Linked DNA regions of Sus scrofa: region 2 is linked to region 1. Evidence: chromatin contacts called from public HiChIP or PLAC-seq data. All regions are on one chromosome and are shown on one strand. The core of a region is the stretch at or near the end of the contact, and the rest is flanking DNA. Distances in the headings are between cores, read along the strand shown.

Region 1 (5,392 bases), core at 1,454-3,953:
TTTGTCCAGTTTGGTTAAGAAGTGACATCTTGAACCTGAATTAGCTGGCACCCCAAGTCTATTTTCTGAAGGCATTTTAATTTCTCTTAGAGTTTCCCACGTAGAACTCGCCAACGCCTCATATTTAAGCACTGATTCTGGGGTCTCTGGGGACCCAAGAGTTCCTGCGCTTATGATGTTCTGCTCCTAGCTGGGTGGTCAGGCGTCAGGTGCAGCCTGACTGCTGACCACGGGCTTGGGTCGTTGAACTCTTGGCCCTGGGACGTGCCAGCCCCACAGGCCCACCTTTTCCTACTCTGCAGAGAGGGAGAGCCCTGTGACCCCAGAGGGCAGGAGGTCTTCCCTGCTGTCCTCAAGAAGAGCAGGGACCCTGAGCGGACCAACCTCATTTAGGTCTCGGGTAGGTTGGAGCCGCAAGCGTGGAGGAGAGTGGTCTCTGGTGTTGCCATTCTGTTATCGTTCCCTTATCAGTAGTGGTGCACGTGGGGCTGTGACCTGAGCCAAGCCGGCTCAGGCCTGGGGAGGCCATAAATGGACCCGGGGGGAGCTCCAGCACTTCCTGCTCACCTCTGTGCTATTCCCAAAAGCCAAGGCCCCACGTGATAAACATCTAGGAATCTCATCCATGACTTTATTATTCTTATTTTGCATAATCATAAATAACTTGGCAGTTCGTTAGTGCTGTCATCACGAAGTAAGTAGGGAATGCCCAACTTACTGAAAACCTACTGATTTCCTTTTTCAAACTGTAATTTTAGGAAAATGTCCTAAGGCTGGTGCAGTGACTACATGTCTCTTGAACTCAGACGCGCAGGTGTGGTCTGTGTAGTAAGGGTCTAACTGACTGACTTCACAGAGGTCCGGACGCCAGATTTGCAGGGGAAGGAAGGGGAGTGTCTGTGGCATTCGTTCCAGGAAACAGGTTCCAAGTGGCTTGGGTCATCTGTTCTTGGTCCCGGGATTTTCCTCCAGAGTCTTGGTGCCAGAGCCCACATTGACAGCTTTGGTGATCTTTGCCGAAATGACTTTGGGAGATGCTGAAATCACACTTAGGGTCTGAGAATGTCACTTCTGTGGCCCTTCTGTCTCCTGCTGTGTGGTTCAGCAGTCTGGGAACTGGTGAAGGCAGGAGGGCAGGCGAGGGAGGGTGTCATCACAGAACAATTGATGTGAGCTTCGCAGTGGGTTTTCATTCTCTTCACCCCCATTGTTTGGAGTGGTTGGGACGGCAGGGCTGTGAGCGGACATGCAGAGGCAGCATTTCCCCTGTGCTGCACCTGCGTGAGGATCCTCTTAGATGCTCCAGAAGGTGCTTAACTTCTAGGAAATAAAGTTCTGGAACTGCCATCTAAATGGTCCTCATGTTGCAAAAAGATGGATTGGCTACCATTGAAGCAAAATGTGTGTCCAGCAACAGGTCAACTGCTATTTCTGTTGTCACCACTCCCATTTCTGTCAGACTTAATGGTTTAGGAAGAGTTTTGTCATGGGTGTTACCTGATCTGATCCTTATATCAGCCCCATGGAACATCATTTCTGTTCTGTATCAGTTTTTAAGAGTAGCACGTGCTCCGTGGTTTGACTTCCAAGGGTAGTGAAGTTGGCAAATCAGAGCCATGTTTTAAACCACTATTTCTGACACAATCCAGAGATTGTTCCAAGGCACCAGGGCTTCCACTGTGGGAATTGTTCCTAGAGGTGCACGAAATGCGTGAATCACTTCTTACCACTTATAAAGTTGGCACATAAGAAACCAGAAGCCAGAGTTCCTACTGTGGCTCAGTGGTAACAAACCCGACTAGTATCCACGAGAATGAAAGTTCGATCTCTGGCCTTGCTCAGTGGATTAAGGATCCAGTGTTGCCGTGAGCTGTGGTGTAGGTCACAGATGCAGCTCGGATCCTGCGTTGCTGTGGCTGTATCATAGGGTGGCAGCTGCATCTCTGATTCAGCCCGTAGCCTGGGAACTTACATGTGCTGCTGTGCCCTCCCCCACCTCCCAACAAAAAAAAGAAAAATAAGAAACCAGAAGCTGTTATAATTGTAGTAATGGGTGGAATGTTGGGAGCTCACGTGAGAGGAATTATGTTGACCCGTAGAGTGGGTGAGCTTTGGGAGGATGGAGGGAGGGGTCTGAGAGGGCATGGGCTCCACCTGCCGCTCAGATGGGAGTACATGTAGGGTGTACCAAGGATAGGAGGGTGCCCTAAGAAGGTCACCACGGATGCTGGCATTTTAGGACGTTGTCGGCTAGTCTCAGGCCATCTTTCAGCCAAAGCAGACAGCTAAAGTTTTCCCAGCTGCCAGGAGGCAGAATTTCAATTTGTCCCTTTTGGATGAAAGAAATGCTTGTTTGTCACTATCTTGCCTCCCACGAAGAGCCCTTGGAGAGAAGGGCCGTGCACGAGGGCAGGATGTGAAAGAGTGTCTTGCTTTGCTTCCCCATGTTTTCATAGAACCAGCATTTCATTTCTCTGAAGTGGCTTTTAGTTTCCTCAAAATAGCGTCTCTGTAACTTGGATAAGAAAACTTAAATATGCAGCCTATAAGCTCAGTGACATGGAATTTCTGGTGGCAGTGTGCGAAAGCATGACTGGATTGCCTAAAACCCCCACTGTGTTTTCCACGACAGGTTTGTGATTCTTACCCTACCGAACTGTATGTTCCCAAGTCAGCCACGGCACACATCATAGTGGGGAGTTCCAAATTCCGGAGCAGACGGCGGTTTCCTGCCCTTTCTTACTACTATAGAGATAACCACGTAAGTCTCAAGGCATGCTTTTGTTTCATGCTTTGCTTTTCTTATTTTATTATAAACAGGCATTTTCCAGGGGCCTTCTGCTGTGCCTGTGGGCTTGAATGCTTTCTGAAGTGTGTGTGACACGACAGAATACCACTGTGCTCAAACCTAACGTCATGTAGAAGTTGAGTTGCCATGTTTGACACTAAAGGAGTGGAATGGAGTCAGAACACACGTAGACTTTTTTTTTTTTTTTTGCCTTTTTTTGGGGCCACACCTGCAGCATGTAGAGGTTTCCAGGCTAAGGATCGAATCAGAGCTACAGCTGCCAGCCTACATCACAGCCACAGCAACACTAGATCTGAGTCGCATCTTTGATCTACACCACAGCTCATGGCAGCGCCAGATCCTTAACCCACTGGTCGAGGCCAGGGATCGAACCTTCCTCCTCATGGATGCTAGTCAGATTCATTTCCACTGAGCTATGATGGGAACTCCATAACACACCAGCCTTTTTAACTGATCACCTTGGGAGGCTCTGCGTTGGAGAACCTTTGGACTGCCCAGTTTAGAAAAGTCCCCCAAAGCCCCGGCACATTCTTTTTTTTAAAGGCATTTTTAAAAAAATATCATCAGCTTAAAAAATAGTTCCTTGGGTTACATAGGTTTACAATTTGTCTGCAATTAAAAGAGACCCTATGTAACAATGGCATCAACAGAATAGAACTTTATTTTCTCTCTGCTTTAGAAGTCATTTGACTTCACCCAGGCAAAAAAAGTTTGTTTTTCAGGTTAGATAATATAGCCTCATTTGGCATTGAATCCAAAATTTTGAATCAGGAAATATTTTGCCTGCATTCCATTCTTGGCTTCTCCAGTTACTAGCTATGTGACGTTAGGCAAGTTACTTTACCTCTCTGTGCTTGATGGTCTCCTCTGTCATAAAATGGAGCAAATGATAAATCTTACTGTATGTCTTAATTGGGAAGATTAAATAAAAAACACAGAGTTCTTATAATAGTGCCCACCACATAGTAAGCATTCAAAAAATACTGGCTATTTTAATTACTAGTAGCCCTTTACATGAGGCTCTCATGCCAGTTTACTGTTGAGGTGTTTGACCTCCGCTCTCAAGTGGCTGACATCTGTAAGAGATGCTGCCAGGCAGTGGGGAGGTCCTTTCCACAGTCTGACTATCTGGGGTGTGGGTAGGGTAGGCAAGAGCACTGGAGACTACTGACCCTCTCTGCAAAGTGGGCAGCTCTGCTGATAGTCACAGAGTCAGTGATGCAGTCTGTTTGGAGCCTGTCTATAGATTATTAAGAACATGTAATTACTAAAATATTAAATGCAGTCTGTTTAATCTATACTGTTTGATTGATCAATTACATTTCATAGTGTATATGAAACTCTGTTCTGACCTAATCCTCCCCTTAAAACTGCTCTCAGACTGAAGGTGATTAGTAATGGTTTGTCTCATTAGGAAATGAAACAAACTGGTCTCGTTTCCTAATTGGAGACCCACCACTTGAGTGAGTTTAGGTGTGCTGTGTGCTTTCTCAGACAAATCTCACCACTTAAATATGTTCTCTTCTGGGAGTTCCCGTTGTGGCTCAGGAGGTTAAGAATCTGACTAGTATCCATGAGGATGCGGGTTTGATCCCTGGCCTCACTCAGTGGGTTAAGGATCTGGCATTGTGATGGCTGTGGTATAGGCCAGCAGCTGCAACTCTAATTTGCCCCCTAGCCTGGGAACTTCCACATCCCGTGGGTGCAGCCGTAAAAAGCAAAAAATAAAAAACATTCTCTTCCTCACCTAGCTTTCTGAAGGAATCTAAGAAATGGCCTGGCGATAGCTGTCCTTAATTAGTATTTCTTTAGCCCAGATAAAGGCAGTCAGCATTTTTCTCTGCTCCTGTCAGAGCAGGTGGCTGACCCAACCCCTCTAAAGGCCAGAAGTCACAAGAAGCCCAGATGAAGCACAGTGAGAGCCATCTGTGACGATTTGCTTTCTGTCTGTCGAGTGCTGCTTGCCTTTTGCCCCAAACCCTGCTCTAGTCCCGGCCATCACTGCACCTTGCTCTGCCCTCCCTCTCTGGCTGGCCTCCTATCCGTGGTCACATCTCCATGCTGCTGCTGGACTTTTGCTGCCAACAACTCAAGAATTCAACAAGCCTCGAGCCACTCGGTTGTTTCTTGGCTTTGCTTCCCACTCCCTGGGCACCACCCTCCTGAACTCTGGCTGCAGTCCCAGAGTCCTTGAGCCCCTCTAATTGCCCCTCTCTGTTACGGAATGTACTGGAACCATCAGACAGTTGCTGGGTTACGGGTCTGCAGTTCTCAGTCCTGCCAGCAGGTTCTTAGCTGGAGGATCACGTAGTTAGTGGGAAACACGTCCCCCTTCTCCAGCGAGGAGCACCAATGCTCACCTTTTCCTAGAGAAACCCAAACCCTGGCTATGTTGTCCTGGGATGGGCTTGCAGGACACTTAAGCTGTGCTTGGACTCGGAGCTGGGGTGGCTTCCAGGATAGAGCCCTGCAGTGCAGGTGCTCTGAACAGGCTGGGTCATGACTATTCCAGGAGGGGTTTCCCTGCCTGGCCCGCCCGGATCCGGTGTAGTCTTTGAAAGAGTCATTTCCACATTGTATTGG
Region 2 (5,392 bases), core at 2,067-4,566, 540 kb before region 1:
TATACTATGCTATACACTTGCTTTCAAAATGTAGGTATACTCCCTGAGGTAAGGAATCATATTTGTTTGGCTTACTGCCTTATTTCTAGTACTTTACAGCCATTAGGTCACACACTGTAGCACTCAATTTATGTGATAAATGTACTTCTATATCCCCCTTACTGGCTTCTTAATAAATTCCCTACTGCAATTATCTCCAACCCTTTCTATTTTTCTTAAATCTTAAATACACTTGCCTCCTTTACAAACAGCCAAATCTCCTATTGAGAAAACCAAGGTCTTCTAAAGTGAGTTTCACTCAGTTGCCTTATATCTTTATTCTATTTTATCCATCTTCCCTAATGTGTTAAAAGGAAAATTATTTTAACTGATTTTATAACTCTTTATTTTATTCAATGACAGTTACGCATGCCAGTGTTAAGAACTCTAATACAGAAACTCACATTTGACCTTTCCCAGTCCCACTTTTCTTGTCTTATTCTATTACACTCTGTCAATTAAAAAAAAAGAATTATGATTAAGATATGAATGGACAATACATTTTCTCATGATAGCTTATTTCATAAGGGAGCTGAAGATTTGTCTGCTTTCCTCTAAAGCTAGGACATATGAAACATATTTTGAAAATGGGCTATCTTAAAATTTTAACAGTAGAATTAAATTCTTGGGTTTTTTTTTAAAGAGAAATTATTGCTAAAATGCCTTGAACATAAATTTATTCTAATCTCATTCTTTAGTCATTTAATTTCGAAATGGTTAGCAATTACTTTGCATTCCCTCAGTGAACCTACACTGGCTTTTTTTTTTCTGCTGGTCAGAGAATACATAACCAGCATCTGACAATGCATAAAAACTAATGTTTAAAATAATTTTAGATGGCTAAAAAACAAAACAAAAACAAAAACTCCAGTCAAAAGTATACATAATAAGCTCAAAAAGTAGAGGAGTTTGTGAATTAAAAAAAAAAAAAGCCAATTAATAGAAAAGTTGTAGAGGATGACTTAAGATTAAATGACTCTGGAACAAGAAGCTATCCAAATAGTTGTTATAGGACACAGTTAAATTCAATGGGCTGAAGAAATTCTGTGAAGACAAAGACATTTTGAATGGTACTGCATAAACTATTCTAGTATTTAATAATTAGGAATAATATGGCTTTTTTCTAACAAAAGTAGGAAAGCATACCAAATTGGCAGGCTTTTTAAAAAGCAGGAGAAACAGGGCAGCAAACCTGGACTGTTTACTACATAGAGAGAGCCCTCAACCATGCACTGGTATTTTGATAGCAGCCTCCATCATAAAGTCCTCTACTATAATAGGAAGACCAACAACATATATAATGATGTCAAATTACCTGTTTAGAAACTAGTTTTTGCTTTCCTACTTCAGGCTGCAAAGCTGCTGTCGGCTTATGATTTAAAAAAACAAACACTTCAGTAAATTCTATACTTACACTATGAAGCACAGAATAACAAACACTATATTTATAGCCTAAAGTATGTCTAGAAAATCGACAGGAAAGGAAAAATTTATTAATATTTTAAACTCAACTTACTTTAATCCTTTAGGAATACAATGTGGTATACATAAATGTTTAAATCCTCCAAACGTGTAAGATTCTACCAAATAACAATGTGATATCTTAATATCTACTAATGCAATTATCATGTAAAGATCCATGCCAAAGCTTTATTCTTCGGATTGATCAAGTCATTAACTCCCTGTCACTCAAAACTACTGCAGAACTTTGCATACTCGTTATTGAAAAAATTTTATTTTTTTCATAAAGCTAGCTAGCTACTTTATTAAAACAAAACAAAAACAAAACCCTCGACGCTACATAAACACAAGGTTTACTTTTCAAGGTTTACTTTCTTAGTTTCAAAAACTAAGAATTACAATGGTTTCCAGTGGCCCTCACTGGGAAGGTGAAAGGGAAAGAGAGGAGCAGGTGCACCCGAAGCTTTACAACACCCACTCCAGTAACCAGAGAATACCAGAAGGCGGAGTCTGGAAGGTAGTTATGGGGCGGGGGTGGAAGGGGCACTCAGAAAGCCCGCTTCTTCTGACGCCAAAACACGATCCGTCACCCACAGAACCCAAGACACAGACAGACCTCGAATCGGTCCAAAAAAAAAAAAAAAAAAATCCAGACATGGCGATCGTGACGAAATTGAGGCGCGGGCGGCGGGATTAAAAATTCGGCCGGTCCACCTCCCAAGCAGGACTTTCCACCTAATTCCCAAACGTCAGTTTCTGCAAAGCTAGCAACGTTCCCCAAATCCCACTTGGCATTTAGTTTTCCCCTCTCTGGGCCGATCCGAACTGACCTGCAGTCAGGGATGGCGGGGGGAGGGAAGAGCTAGGAAATTTAACATTCCCGTCGCCAGCATAAAACCCCTCTTGGCCAAACTCAGGAACGCCTCCCCCGGCCCTTCCGCTCCAAGAACACCCGAGACAGCAAAAACGCCGCTGCTCACAGCCCAACCCCCAAATCGCGTCGCTCCTCATCCGCCCTTCGCCACCCCAAATTCTGGACATCCAGAGCCCCACAGAATGGAATCTAGGGGGAAGAGGGGAGAGCAGAAGCGCAGTGATGAAGGCCCCTGGCTATGAAAAACTAGACTCCCCGCCCCTGGCAATCAAACCGCAGCCCCCTACTCCGTTTCCTCCCCTCGCAACGGACATTCCTGGAACTCCCGAGGCGCAGGGCGGCCTCCTCCGCGGGCAAGAAAGAGAGAGGGGCGGGGAGGCTAGAAGGGAGTTCCGAAAACGCCACTGCGTCTCCAGAAGCGTACCCCGAGATTGCGTCGGTCCGTCCGGAGTAGGGGCGGGCTGCCTGCCCAGCAGACTGGAAGCAAGAGGACCCAGGAGCCCAGACCCAGGCCCTCCAGGGTCAAGCGTGTCAGGGCCGTCGCTCTCCCGCCCAGAGCCGCGCTACCCTCGGTTGCCAAGGGCTGAGGACGCGCAGGCATTACCTGTAAACGAAGCACAAGCTCCTGCCAAGAGCGGAGGAGCGGTCGCTCCCACGCCCCGCCACCGGCAGCGGTCTTCCCTTCGAGTCCGAGCCAGGGAGAGTCCCCAAGTTCCCTGGCTGCTCAGGGCCCAATGGCCGCCTCTTCTACTTCAGCTACTCGGCGCCAACCGCCGCAGCCACCGCCATCTTAGGATCTCATTGTGGTGGGAGAAGAGGGGCGGGGGGACTGCAGAGGGGCAACGGGAGGGGAGACATGCGCCGTCTCCGCGGCAACGGCCGCGCGGGGGCGAAACTCGCCCGGGCGGGAGCTACAGTGTGATCCACGCTCTAGACTGGAGTCATGTGATCCGCTGGAGTCTATGGTGTCACCTCTGGCAGCGGTGCCTATTGCACAAACGAGCCACTGGAGACTACATATCCCAGAATGCCAGGTCAACCTGAGGTTATACGCGCCCGCTCAGCCGCCCGAAAGAAATGACTACAAGTCCCAACATGCTGTGCGCTTCGGGCGCCGATCGCCCTGCCAGGGGCTGGAGGCCCTGACGGAAGTGGGTTGACTTCCGCCTCAGGCAGCTGGGAAATGCGCGGAGGCGCGTAGTGGTTTCCGTGGGGCTTCCAGCTCCGGGTTGTGCTTGCTGGAAAGGAAAGACTAAAGACTAAAGCTGGGCATCGCTCTCCTGTTCCCTGTCCACCAAGAGCTTCCTCACAGGAAGGTTGAAAACAAAAGCGCCCGTGCAATCTGGTCCTAAGTTTACACGTGAGGAAAATCCCATGAGTTAATTGGAGGAACATCATACAGCTGGTCAAGGATAGAGTCACACATGTTAATAATTAACACCGCCTTGGATTAATGCCCTACTTTTTCCTTTGAAGAACCAGCTGACCTTCATCAAAATTTAGTATCCAGAAGTTTTCTCTAAGACTATGGTCTTTGAATTCTTTTTTTATTCTTCTCTCAGCAGCGACACTTTTAAGGTTAGTTTATTTACACATTCTCCCTTAAAATGCTAGGGAATGCAAATTTGTTCGCGGGAAGCATAGTGAAGTCAAACAGAGAAATCATTTTGGAGCAGAGAAAAGTTAATTTTAGGGCCATGCAAAGAGAAGGGTGGCTCGTGCTGCTAAAACATGGAACTCTGTAAAGAGTTTTGGCAAAGCATTTTTAAAAGCCAGGTAAGGGAAGGGAGTTGCAGGGTGTGTGTTCAGCTCCTGCACAGCTCTCTGGTTGAAGGTGAAGTAACAGCGTGGTGTCTTCCGGGTTGACATCAATCCTTAGGCTCCAGGAGGCTAGAGGGCCATGGGCTCATTGTCATCAAGTAGTTAACATCGTGCGTTTTGTGGGAGGTTTTCACATCTGTAAAACAACTCTGAAAATGTGCATCAGATACTGTTATCTAGGTACTTCAGAGAGGAGCTAAAGCAGAGGATATGGGGGGAAAGACGTGCCCCCAAGGCCCCACAGGGTCCTACTTCATTACAAACCCCAAAAATATGGTCAAGTGACAACGCCTGTGTGGCTATCTGAAAATTTTGAAATGCTAGTCAATTTTTCTTGCATGCAAGGACATTGTTTTTTTAAGACCGTTTGTAATTGTGGGATAATTTTGTTTTACGCAAAATAAGAATAGGAAGAATGAAGAATGGCATCTGGGTTCCAACAGCAAATTGTTCTGTTACCAATAGAAATTTTTTCACAAAAGCAGTTAATAGAACTGCATCTCAGTACATAATTCAGATAAAACCCTTCCTGCTGCTGTAATTTGCAGCTGAATCCAGGTTCCATTCCAGTACAGTGATCTTTGACACTGTTTATTTGTCATACTTTTTTTTGGCCAGAGTGTGTAGTGGCTTGACATGGGATCTCAGTTCCCAGACCAAGGACTGAATCCATGCCATAGTGGTGAAAGCACTAAGTCCTAACCACTAGACTACTAGGGAACTCCCTGAGGTACATTTTAAAATACTTTCTGTATGTCTAATAGTGCTAATTACTTAGGTAACAAAAGCATAGTCCATGCCCTTTAAAAGCAAATATTTTAGTGAATGATGAAGAAATAGGATATGATATAAATCAATTCTGTTTTGTAAGAAAACTCAGAGCACAGAGCAGCTAATGGATTGTATTTACTGTAGTCCACCGTGCCTTAGGCCTCATTGTAATTCCACCGTGCTCTAAGATCTTGGATAAGTTACTTAACCTTTCTGAGCTTCAATTTGCCTCATCTATGAAATGAGGAGAAACTAATAATATTCTTACCTTGGAAGGATTTTTTTAAAAATAGTGTTTATTTTGTACTAAGCATTTCATCTATTGTGATTTTCTTTTTATTTTTTTTTAATGGTTTACTTTTGCCCTTAATTTTTTATTTATTTATTTTTTTGTCTTTTTGCCATTTCTTGGGCCTCTCCCTCGGC

The links. HiChIP or PLAC-seq counts read pairs in DNA pulled down with a chosen protein or histone mark.
Region 2: an H3K27ac HiChIP or PLAC-seq map of alveolar macrophages shows a contact between it and region 1. The contact joins the promoter of PCM1 here to the enhancer-like site in region 1. A contact is called at or near these places in 9 of 47 Hi-C or Micro-C datasets (alveolar macrophages, embryonic fibroblasts, heart right ventricle and 5 more) and 2 of 2 datasets of contacts at active chromatin or transcription factors (alveolar macrophages and skeletal muscle).

The regions. Positions count from the first base shown.
Region 1 is chr17:5,053,867-5,059,258 of Sscrofa11.1, reverse strand. It overlaps MTMR7 (myotubularin-related protein 7), which reads left to right. Exons shown (of 15, transcript XM_003134197.6): 6 at 2,633-2,761. Among named protein-coding and RNA genes, the nearest start is that of MTMR7, 66 kb to the left of the region's middle. Within about 2 kb of position 2,703, at least 5 of the 83 cell types and tissues checked have an H3K27ac peak or open chromatin away from gene starts, as enhancers often do. A contact at or near this core is called in alveolar macrophages, where this site is marked.
Region 2 is chr17:5,594,923-5,600,314 of Sscrofa11.1, reverse strand. It overlaps PCM1 (pericentriolar material 1 protein), which reads right to left and starts at 3,316. Exons shown (of 41, transcript XM_021077917.1): 1 at 2,979-3,316. FGL1 (fibrinogen-like protein 1) reads left to right here and starts at 3,881. Exons shown (of 8, transcript XM_021077952.1): 1 at 3,881-3,952.